Linked DNA regions of Zea mays: region 1 is linked to region 2. The links are chromatin contacts, called in public Hi-C maps. All regions are on one chromosome and are shown on one strand. The core of a region is the stretch at or near the end of the contact, and the rest is flanking DNA. Distances in the headings are between cores, read along the strand shown. Region 1 has its middle 41 kb from the start of LOC103646553. Region 2 has its middle 150 kb from the start of LOC103646552.

What was found. A called contact is a pair of places that touch in the nucleus more often than the background predicts.
Region 1: a Hi-C map of bundle sheath shows a contact between it and region 2, with 2.6 times the contacts expected there. The contact joins two enhancer-like sites. A contact is called at or near these places in 2 of 25 Hi-C or Micro-C datasets (bundle sheath and endosperm).

Annotation. Positions count from the first base shown.
Region 1 is chr2:68,458,335-68,463,604 of Zm-B73-REFERENCE-NAM-5.0, forward strand. It overlaps the pseudogene LOC103648708. Among protein-coding and RNA genes, the nearest start is that of LOC103646553, 41 kb to the right of the region's middle. Within about 2 kb of position 3,582, at least 17 of the 20 cell types and tissues checked have an H3K27ac peak or open chromatin away from gene starts, as enhancers often do. A contact at or near this core is called in bundle sheath, where this site is marked.
Region 2 is chr2:68,313,911-68,319,626 of Zm-B73-REFERENCE-NAM-5.0, forward strand. No RefSeq gene overlaps it. Among protein-coding and RNA genes, the nearest start is that of LOC103646552, 150 kb to the left of the region's middle. Within about 2 kb of position 4,316, at least 19 of the 20 cell types and tissues checked have an H3K27ac peak or open chromatin away from gene starts, as enhancers often do. A contact at or near this core is called in bundle sheath, where this site is marked.

The DNA.
Region 1 (5,270 bases), core at 2,332-4,831, 140 kb after region 2:
CTCACTCTGTCGAGCAGCGCAGCAGTCGGAGCGGCGCAGGCGACGCTGTCTTTCTGTCAGGCCGGTCAGTGGAGCGGCGAAGTGACGGCGGTCACTTCGGCTTTGTCGACTGAAGGGCGCGCGTCAGGATAAAGGTGTCAGGCCACCTTTGCATTAAATGCTCCTGCGATTTGGTCGGTCGGCGCGGCGATTTGGTCAGGGTTGCTTCTTGGCGAAGACAGGGCCTCGGGCGAGCCGGAAATATGTTCGTCGCTGGAGGGGGGCCTCGGGCGAGACGGAGATCCTCCGGGGTCGGCTGCCCTTGTCCGAGGCTAGGCTCGGGCGTGGCGCGATCGAGTCCCTCGAATGGACCGATCCCTGACTTAATCGCACCCATCAGGCCTTGATGGGGGTTACCAGCTGAGAATTAGGAGAATTGAGGGTACCCCTAATTATGGTCCCCGACACATAAGGAGAGAAAGTAGTAAAAGGGCTTATATTTCACTCATAACTATCTGTTTTTGGCGATTAATGCCAAAGGGGGAGAAAGTATTAGCCCAAAGCAAAAGGACCGCACCACCACCACCAATTTCAAAAATTAGTCTCTCAACTTGTATTTAAAGAAGTGTTTTTCAAATTGGTATCTTATTTATGATATAATTTCAAATTGGGATACCTTCTTCAAAATTAATAACTAAAACCCTCTTGAACACTAAGAGGAGGATTTCATTAAGGGGGAGTTTTGTTTAGTCAAAGGAAAAGCATTTGAAACAGGGGGAGAAAATTTGAAATCTTGAAAATGCTTCTCAAAATCCTATTTATATACCTTTGACTATTTGCAAAAGACTTTGAAAAGATTTTCCAAAACATTGCAAAACAAAACAAGTGGTGCAAGCGTGGTCCAAAATTTTAAATTAGAACAAAGCCATCCATGCATATCTAGTAGAAATAATTATTGGTTTCATTCCAAGCAACCTTGGCACTTACCTTATGCAAACTAGTTTTATTCTGTACTATTATATTTGCTTTGGTTTGTGTTGGCATCAATCACCAAAAAGGGGGAGATTGAAAGGGAAATAGGCTTACACCTTTTCCTAATTGATTTTGGTGGTTGAATTGCCCAACACAAATAATTGGACTAACTAGTTTGCTCTAGATTATGAGTTCTACAGGTGCCAAAGGTTCACAACAAACCAATAAAAAGACCAAAAATGATTCAAATAAAGAGAGCAAAAGACAACCGAAGTGTGCCCTAGTCTGGCGCACCGGACTGTCCGGTGTGCCACCGGACTGTGTCCGGTGCACCAGGGAACCCAACTCTGAACTGCTCACCTTCGGGTATTCTGGGACCGCTTCGCTATAATTCACCGGACTGTCCGGTGTAGCACCGGACTGTCCGGTGCGCCAGCGGAGTAACGGCTACTACAGCGCCAACGGTCATCTGCAACAGCAGTTAATGCGTTACAATGCGCGCAGAAGTCAGAGCAGAGCCAGAAGGCACACCGGACAGTGAACAGTGACTGTCCGGTGCACCACCGGACTGTCCGGTGGCCCAGATGTCAGAAGCTCCAATGGTCAGAATCCAATGGCCGAGTGACGTGGCTGGCGCACCGGACAGTGTCCGGTGGCGCACCGGACTGTCCGGTGCGCCATGCGACAGAAGCCCTCACCAACGGTTCTTTTGGTGGTTGGGGCTATAAATACCCCCCAACCACCACACTTCAATGCATCCAAGTTTTCAGCCTTCACACCTCATACAAGAGCTATAACATTCAATACAAGACACAACCAAAGAGATCAAATCCTCTCCCAAGTCCAAAGACAATTCTAATCAAATAGTGACTAGTGAGAGAGAGATACTTGTGTTCATTTGAGCTCTTGCGCTTGGATTGCTTTTCTTCTTCATTCTTTCTTGATTCCAACTCAATTGTAACCAAGACAAGAGACCAATTGTGTGGTGGTCCTTGTGGGGACTTAGTGTCCCGTTTGATTGAGAAGAGAAGCTCACTCAGTCTAAGTGACCGTTTGAGAGAGGGAAAGGGTTGAAAGAGACCCGATCTTTGTGACCACCTCAACGGGGAGTAGGTTTGCAAGAACCGAACCTCGGTAAAACAAATCATCGTGTCTCACTCTTCATTTGCTTGTGATTTGTTTTCCACCCTCTCTTTCGGACTCGAATTTAACTCTAACGCTAACACCGGCTTGTAGTTGTGCTTAAAGTTTGTAAATTTTAGATTCGCCCTATTCACCCCCCCCTAGGCAACTTTCAGTATGGGACGCCCTTGGCTGACTAATTAGGAAAGCTAATGGATGACTACCTTACCCGAAAGAGGCAAGAGCAGTAGAGGAGTGGTCAGTGTAGGCAGGTTCTTAGGTTGATTTTTCTGTGATGGCGGTCAGGCAAGGGATCCCTGCATTGGAGCTTCCTAGAAACTATAGCGGGTTTTCTGAAGCTAGTGGAACTTTGTAAAAGCCTCGTAGTGTTACCCTGCTTCGCTTCTTTGGTAGAGGTGTATGGGAAGTCGCGATCCCTTGGCAGATGAGTAACATGACTTGTGGGTAAAGATGTGCAACCTCTGCAGAGTGTAAAACTGTATATCAGCTGTGCTCACGGTCATGAATGGCTCGGACACTCACATGAGTAATTTATGGATCTAAATTCAATTTGTCATATGCATTGCATCGAGGGTGTTGTTATCAAATTTTGATCTACTACTTATTTGGGTTGGTATATACTTACACTTAGCAACTGGTAATAAAATTTTGACCAACTTTAAAAACAATGCTCCGCTTTAACCATCCTCTTTGGTAAGCTTTACACTTCACATGAGCTCCCACCTTTGGTGAGTTCATGCACATTATTCCCCACAACTTGTTGAGCGATGAACGTATGTGAGCTCACTCTTGTTGTCTCACACCCCCACAGGTCAAGAACATGTACCACAAGAAGAGGCGCATGAAGGGTGCTGTGATGAGATCGTGAGTGGTCTAGGCCGTCGTCTCCTAGTCAACTTTGGCTTGCTAGATCGTTGTCTCCTTACGATGTAATTATTTATTTATTTTGTACAGAACTCCTATTATATAGTAAAGATGTGACATTCGTTTCTGTACCATGATTCATCATATGTGTGAGACTTGGTCCCAGCACACCTGGTGATTACGTTCGCGCCCGGGTCTTGGTGCTCCAAAACCCGAGTTTGACATAGATGATAAAAAATATTAATGTAAATTTAATGCAACTGGAATGGGTCAAAAAGGAGTTAAAATGAATTAGTTATGCATTTTCTAAGGTTTTAGTATTACTTTGGCTATAAACATCAATTTTCAAATTAGTTTTATTAATATACAAAGGTTCAGGAGCTGGGGACACTATTTCCATGAATCCTAGGGTCTAATCTGTGAATTTCAGGACCTCATAGTTATGATTTTAACCTTAATCCGGATGGCAAGTTGATTTCCATGTGTTTCAGGGTTTCTTTTGCATTATCAGCTGGCCGAAGGGGTATGCTAGGATCCGAGCCGTCCGATCCATCACTGATGGATCAGATTAGAACCCCAACGTTATGAATCGGTGTGCGCCTACTACCGACGGATTCGACATCTACGGCTGAGCATCAACCACCGCGCGATCTGATTACTACCGTGCATACGCAGATCAACGACTCGGATTGCATCAGGACGAATCGTTAGCTCCCCCAATCTGAGTCGTCACTCTACGATCTAACGGTCCATGAGCGCCGACCCCCACGACGCAGGTATGCGGTGGTGCAGAGCCCTAGCACGGCAGCGCCATCGCCAGAGAAACGCAATTCTGTGATACAAGTCGAGAACCTTCGAGTCTACGCACGCTACACCACTACAAGGTTATGGGGAGCGAGCGGGAGGAACACCTACCGACGGCAATGGCGCGCAGAGACCGGACCACGGCGAGGCGCGGGTGAGCGGCTGGGCGCGAGCCCCGGCGAGAAATTCTCGTACTTCCCTCGCCCATGGAACGACTCAATTGCGGGCCTACTCCTTCCTCTTGGCACGACGATGCTTCCAGGACAACTCAGAGCTCCGAACATCGCGGTATGTCGATGACGGTGGGGATCCTTTCACCCAGCCGACCACAGCGGCGAGCGTCGGTGTGGGTAAAGCGGCTATCGAAGGCGGTGGATGCAAGACGCGGCAGAGGGGTCGCCATTTGTAGTCGCGATGGTGGCAGACGTAAGATGCAGCCCGCGCTACCCGCAGGAGACGGTTGCAGCGGCCGCCGCAGCGCCCGCGGCGGAATTTAACCCGCGCGCGTGATTTCCTCGGAGAGGATGGTTCTGGTCCACCGGGCCCACATGCCAGCCAGGCCAACGACACGCGGCAGGGAAAGGAGCGTAGTGGCCCATATGTCTGTGGCACCCGAGCTATGAGGCGCGCGCGGGCCACTGGCGGGCGGGGCCACATTGTCGGCGCCTGGGAATCGTCCATGGGCCGCACGCTTGGGTTTTGGCCCAAGAACTAGGGAAGATCCGGCCTAAGCTGCATTTTCTCTTTTATTTATTTATGTTGATTTGAATTCTTTTGTAAATTTACAATTTAGGATTTGAACTCAAATTTGTTTGAGAGGTTCACACACATATTAAATGATCAATTAAAAGTACCAGCATGTAGGGATGTAGTTATGCATATATCAATATTATTATTTTCCTTATAATATGTATTCTTTTCTTTTTTTTTCTTCTCTTCTCTTTTCTATTTTCATTTTCAAACTCTAATTTCCTAACTTACTTGTCTCTCAAATTTGAATACAAATGCAAAAACACAAGGACTTCAGCATGAGATGCATATTTCTATGTTTATTTATTTGTTATTTAACCAATATAATTCCTTTAATTGAATATGCACAAAGAAAAGAAAACCAAATAATCTCCAAAGGTTCCATAATCCCAAAACACCCACTTATAAATATATTTATTTATTTTATTATTTTCCCTTATACAAATTTTGGGCTTTACAAATCCTACCCCCTTAAAATAATCTCGACCTCGAGATTAGTAAGAAAAGGATGTATCCCAATCTTGTCTCAAAACATATGCACAATCAACAATCTCAGCACGATGCATAACTTATTATTAAAACATAGGTTCAAATAGACCTTATTACTATTCCTAAAACAATAAATTACTAACTACTACTTAAGGCTTTATTTAGGTCTTTACAAATACTATCTCCTAATATATATATATATATATATACATATATATATATATATATACACTCTAATCTCGTTGCTCATTGTCCTCTTCACTGGCTTC
Region 2 (5,716 bases), core at 3,066-5,565:
GTAATTGATTACTTGCTTACTTGCTGCAAATTAATATTTAAGAAAGAAGTTGGGAACCACGTGGTTGCTTATGCACGGTTGGCTTACATTGTCCAACTGTTGTTTTTTTACTTGCTGAGATGTGTCATCTCACTCTTGCATTGTCTGATGAAGGCACCTGATCTTTGCTTTGGGAAAGAAGGGATGTAGCAGCACGGCCACCACACTTTTAAACAAAGGAACCACTGCTTAATAATTAATGATGTAAAACAGGGAGGGTCAAGTCTAGGGGATTATTACATTCTAATCTTTCATGGTAGTTGAACTGTTTAGTTTGGTGGGCTGAGTTGTCTATCTTTTGTCTGGTCATGAATGTTCATTTCTACCGTTGCATTTCGATTATACTATGTCAATTATCTTTCTTTTATATCATGTATAAACTCTATGTTTCCCTTGTTATGCTACTTTCAAGGGAGGTGCTGTCAGATTTTGCAATACTTTCTTTCTCTATGTGTTGCATAAGTTTTGTAGGAAGGGTTTTTGGTAACATCCATTGTGTGGGATCAGTGGGGTGTTACATCGGCATTATGCTTGACCTTCGTTGCCATCCTAAGCCGAAGTTGTCATCCTTCTGTTGTAGCTTCGGCATTCGTTGTTATTATTTTCAGACAATGTCTTCATCTCAGGGATCTTCGACAGAAAAAAGATACTTATCACGAAGCTTTCCTCATGACGAAACTCCTGTAATATTTAAAAATACACTAGAAAGAAAAGGTTAGTCATGTTTTTGAGGACCTTCGGAAGAGGAAGGCCCCAACAGGGGTGCTTGAGCAGTTTAACTCAATTCTTATCTTAAGCTATAAATCTTACATTGACCATTCTTTTAAGATTGGCCCATAGATGAATTGAGTTGTTATATTACTAACTTCATATTCATCTCTAGCAAGAACATGTGTTGTAGGGAATAAATATTAACCTTTGTGGGAATCAAGCAAAAGACCTACAACTAAGGGATATCCAAAGGATGGTAACAATTAAATATTAATGGTAGAATGAAGCACTTGAGAATGAACTTAAAATATTTTACCTTGTCTTGGAAAAGTTCCAATCATATGGTAGATTGCATATTTGTTATTCTTATATGTGGCAATATGCATACTTTAATTGATGATAATTAATTCATGGCATATTTCAAATGAACTATCGTATTATTGCCATGACCTAGACATAAAGAGGATTCTCTTGAATTCTTAAATGGATAGTGCTATGTAAGAAATTCAATTTCTTAAAGCAATTTTCTAAAGGAGAATTCTCTATATGACTAGAGTGGTTAGACTAATGTTTCTATCTAAGTGTTTATGTAGTCTCACAACATGAGAATGTGTTTCTAACATGGAATGTGCCACTCAACATTCAAAGAAGATCAATCCAATACTATGTGATGTATTCCTGGGTAGCATCATGGACAACAGTGTAAGATTCCCACCAATCAGTAGCGGGGCCAGTAAGACGACCAAAAGCATAGAGCACCTTCTCCCGGTCAGAGCATTGGGCGATATTAAACATCTTCTCCACTGATTTCAACCAATCCTCATCATGTAACGGATCTGGAGAGCTGCCGAACGTAGGTGGCTTGTGACTCATGAACTCCCGGTGCTTGTCCCGGGGTAGAGTTGGTGGTGGTGGTGGAGGAGGCATTGGTGGTTGTTGCTGCCGCACCATTCGTTCTTGCCTCATTTCCTCTCGCATCTCCTTCCTTTACTGACGCAACTCCTGGCGTTCTTGCCTCATTTGAGCCTGCATCTCATTCATTGTGTTTGCCATCTGCTGTAGCATCTGCATTTGAGCGGCAACCACTGGATCTGTCCCAGCTGGTGGAGGATTCGGAGGATTCATTTCTGGTTGCAGTTGTCTAACTATCCTCCTGTTGTGGGGGTTGGCAGGTAGATCAATTCTGTCTCCCTTCCTGGTATTGACCATCTAGGTTAGAAATACATGGTAAGATAAAATTGTAGATAAGACGAGTAATTACGAGACATAATCTTTTGGGGGTTTTATTAGCTAAGTGGATTAGTGTGTCACCTACTAATACTAATTCATTACCTTATGGTGGTACATGCTAGAATGCCCTGCTATACTATTTCAATCAATCAAAGAAGCAAATCAAGCATTTACCATCAGCACAAACATCCAATCACTTCAGGTAGAGAAAATAATTTTAATTTTGTCTTAGGTCTCCTATCTCTTTAAAGGGCCATAAATGTAGGATTCCAAGGTGTGAAATCCTCCTTGTCTTTCTAGAGTAGAATAGATAAGAGTAGTCAGAGTAGAACAACAAAAGGTGAGACAGGATCAAGAAAAGTATAGAAAGAATCAGAGTAAGGTAAGTAGGTAAGGATTTTGTCCAGTTCTATCTAGGTTTCGTCCTACATTCAACATTTTCTCTGATACCACTTCTGTCACACCCGGATTTAAGGGATAAAGTCGGGTGCGTCTCATATGTGCGCCAAAGAAGAACATCATATATAATGACAAAGTGTATAGAGATAAATGTCACAAGTATCATTATTACATAGCGGAAGTGTTACAAAAATAAATGATAACAATAAAACAAACTAAATAATTATTCATTGGCGCTATCAAGCTGACTGGGAGACGCCACCTAGATAAGCTCACATTCCTTATTGTAGGGCTCCTCTTGGACCACCTGCTCTTCACCTCTGGGGGGTTTATATATCCCAAGAGTGAGCTCACAAAAGATCATAGCTCAACAAGTTATGGGGAATAATGTGCATGAACTCACAAAAGGTGAGAGCTCATGTGAAGTGTAAGGCTGATCAACAAATAATGATTAAAGCTGAGCATTGCTTTTAATAAGTTGGTCAAATTTTATTAGCAGTTACTATATGTAAGTATATACCAAACCAGAGTGATAATAGATCAAAATTAATAATAAACCACAATGCGAAGCAAATGACCAAATAAATTTAATTCCATAAGTTACTCATGTGAGGGTCCGAGTCGCTCATGACCGTGAGCACAGCTGATATAGCAGTTTTACACTCTGTAGAGGTTGCGCATATTTACCCACAAGTCATGTTACCCATCTGCCTAGGGTCATGAATCCCATACACCTCTACCAAGGAAGCGAGGCAGGGTAACACTACGAGGCCTTTACAATGTTCCACTAGCTTCAGAAAACCCGCTACAGTCTAGGAAGCGCAATGCAGGGATCCCCCGTCTGACCGCCGTCGCAGCAAAATCAACCCGAGGACCTCCCTACACCGACCACTCCCCTACCGCCCTTGCCCATTTTGGGTAATGTAGTCCTCCACTAGCTTTCCTAATTAGTCAGCCAAGGGCGTCCCATACCACCATTGTGGTAGCACTGTTTTCTCGGGTGGTCGCCTCATCTTCTAATTAACATAATGATCTTATCATGAACAATAAATAACAAACTGATAATAGAAGCAAGATCATGAATAATTTGTATCTCAATACCCAAAACCACATAAAGCAATAGCAGGTACTACCCAAAAGTTTAGTGGTAAACAAGGTATAAAGATAGCCAAACTAGGATGACATATTAGGTCCCATCAAAATTAACCTATGCAGTTCATAATGATTAACATGAACATTATTGGGTAAATATAAGTGATAAAGGGCACAACTTGCCTTCAACGAGCTCCTGCTTAGCAGTCTCCACCTCCTGAACACCTGAGTCCTCAGTGGCTTGCTCGTCTACTCGCAACAATACAAACAAACATGATATAGGAGAAATTAACAACACACCAAATAACAGAATAGAATGCATGATAAAATCTATGTGTCATAACGAGATCGTAGGAACAAGAATCACTAAATTCGGAGTTATGGTTATCGAGTTACGAATTTCTGAAGTTATTAGGTGATTGATATAGATTAACCCAAATGAACAAATTTACTCTATGTTTCATGACTAACCAGAGTTACCAGGTGATAAACAATATTAATACAAAATTATTGCAACTAGAATGGATTAAAAAAGAGCTAAAATGAATTTTCTATGAATTAAATAAGTTCTAGAATTCTTTTTGCATTATAATTCCATTTTCTAATTCATTTTCCTATTTTCTCATAGCTCTGAACTGCGCGCACAATAATCAGGGAGCTTGGGGGCTAACTCATAAAATCTCCCAGACTCAGCTCAATCCGTGGTGGACTGCGGGTTAGTTTCCCTAAAGGCCAGGGGCTCTTAAGCAAACTATTCATCGCGAAGGGGTATGAGTTAATGTTGACCGCACGATCCGCAATCTACGCGTCAGATTAGATCAGTGTCTCCGCGAAATGGTACGCACCCGAGAGCTCTTGGATCTAAATCGCACGGCCCTCGTTTAATCGCGCATGAGCACACACTATCTACCCTCAGATTACCATCCTACGGTGGTGATTTGATGTATCGAAACTGTATCATGCGCCCCATTGGTGAATGTCCAAATCTAATCGAACGGCCAGCCCAGCGCGCCCAATTCACTCATAGAACGTCGGCGGCGCACAGGCTAAGGACGGCGGCGCCATTGCCGGACCTCACCAGAGTTCATTCCCGAGCGCAATTCTCCATCCCCGCCCGATGAAAATCCAAATTGCAGAGTAAACAAAACGAGAGGGGGAAACCATACCGCATATTATAAAGTAGAGAGCCCCAGCGATGACGCGCGGCGGCTCCGGCGTGCAATAACAATGCCGACGAGAAATTGCGCCCAAACCGAACTCTTAGGTCACCCGACGTTGGCGCAAAAGTCACCACTGCGCACCCGCGACACCCTGCGGGCACTTGAACAGGCCTAGTGTCGGCGCACCGGGGTTTTGGACGGCGGCTGCTATTCTCACCCTCGCAATAACGGCGACACAAAACTCTCTGCACATGCGGCTCACGCAAGGGACACGAAGGCGACTAGGCTAACGGCGCGAGGGCCAGGGGTTTATTATATGCCTGCTGAAGTCGGTCTCCGGGGGTTCGCCCATGCCGGGAAGCTCGCCATTCCATTGCGGCGCGATGCCGACAGAGGGGGAGATCCTGGCTCGCCGAGCCCACCGTCCAGTCAGTGGTGCAAGCGGTGGAGTAGGTGTGGGATGAGATACAGAATCTTAGGCCCACCCGTCGGCGAGCCAACCTCGAACACGCGCGTGCGAGCTATGTGCGGCTGACAGGAGGGTCCACAGGCTAGCGCGCAGGGTCTGCGGCTGGGCTGCACGGGGAGGGGATGAGGGTTTGGGTCGAAATCAGGTCTGGGGCCCATGTGCGGGTATAACTCTTTTCCCTTTTATAATTTCTTTCCTATTTTCCAAATTCTAGTGTTCAAATGAATTTGAGTTGCTAGTTTGAACTTCATACTTTCATGTATCAAATAAAATTCTACTATGAATGACACTATATCCTTTTTGAAATAATTATTACTTATTTATTATTATACTTATTGGCTATCCTCCATTCTTTAACTCTATTTCTCCCATTTTATTTAGTGCTCTAATTTTGAATTCAAAGCTAGACTTGCCTTAATTATAATTTTGTGTTTGATGCACAAACAAGAAGAAGTCCAGCATGATGCATAGGTTGTTGTGTTTTTATTTGGTATTTATTTGAAATAAAATGTGTCTCATGCTTACATCATCTCATCAAAAGAGCACTTTATTAACTTCAATGAAAAAGGTCATTAGTACTCTTCACCAGGGTTTACAATTAAATACTTCCTTGTAC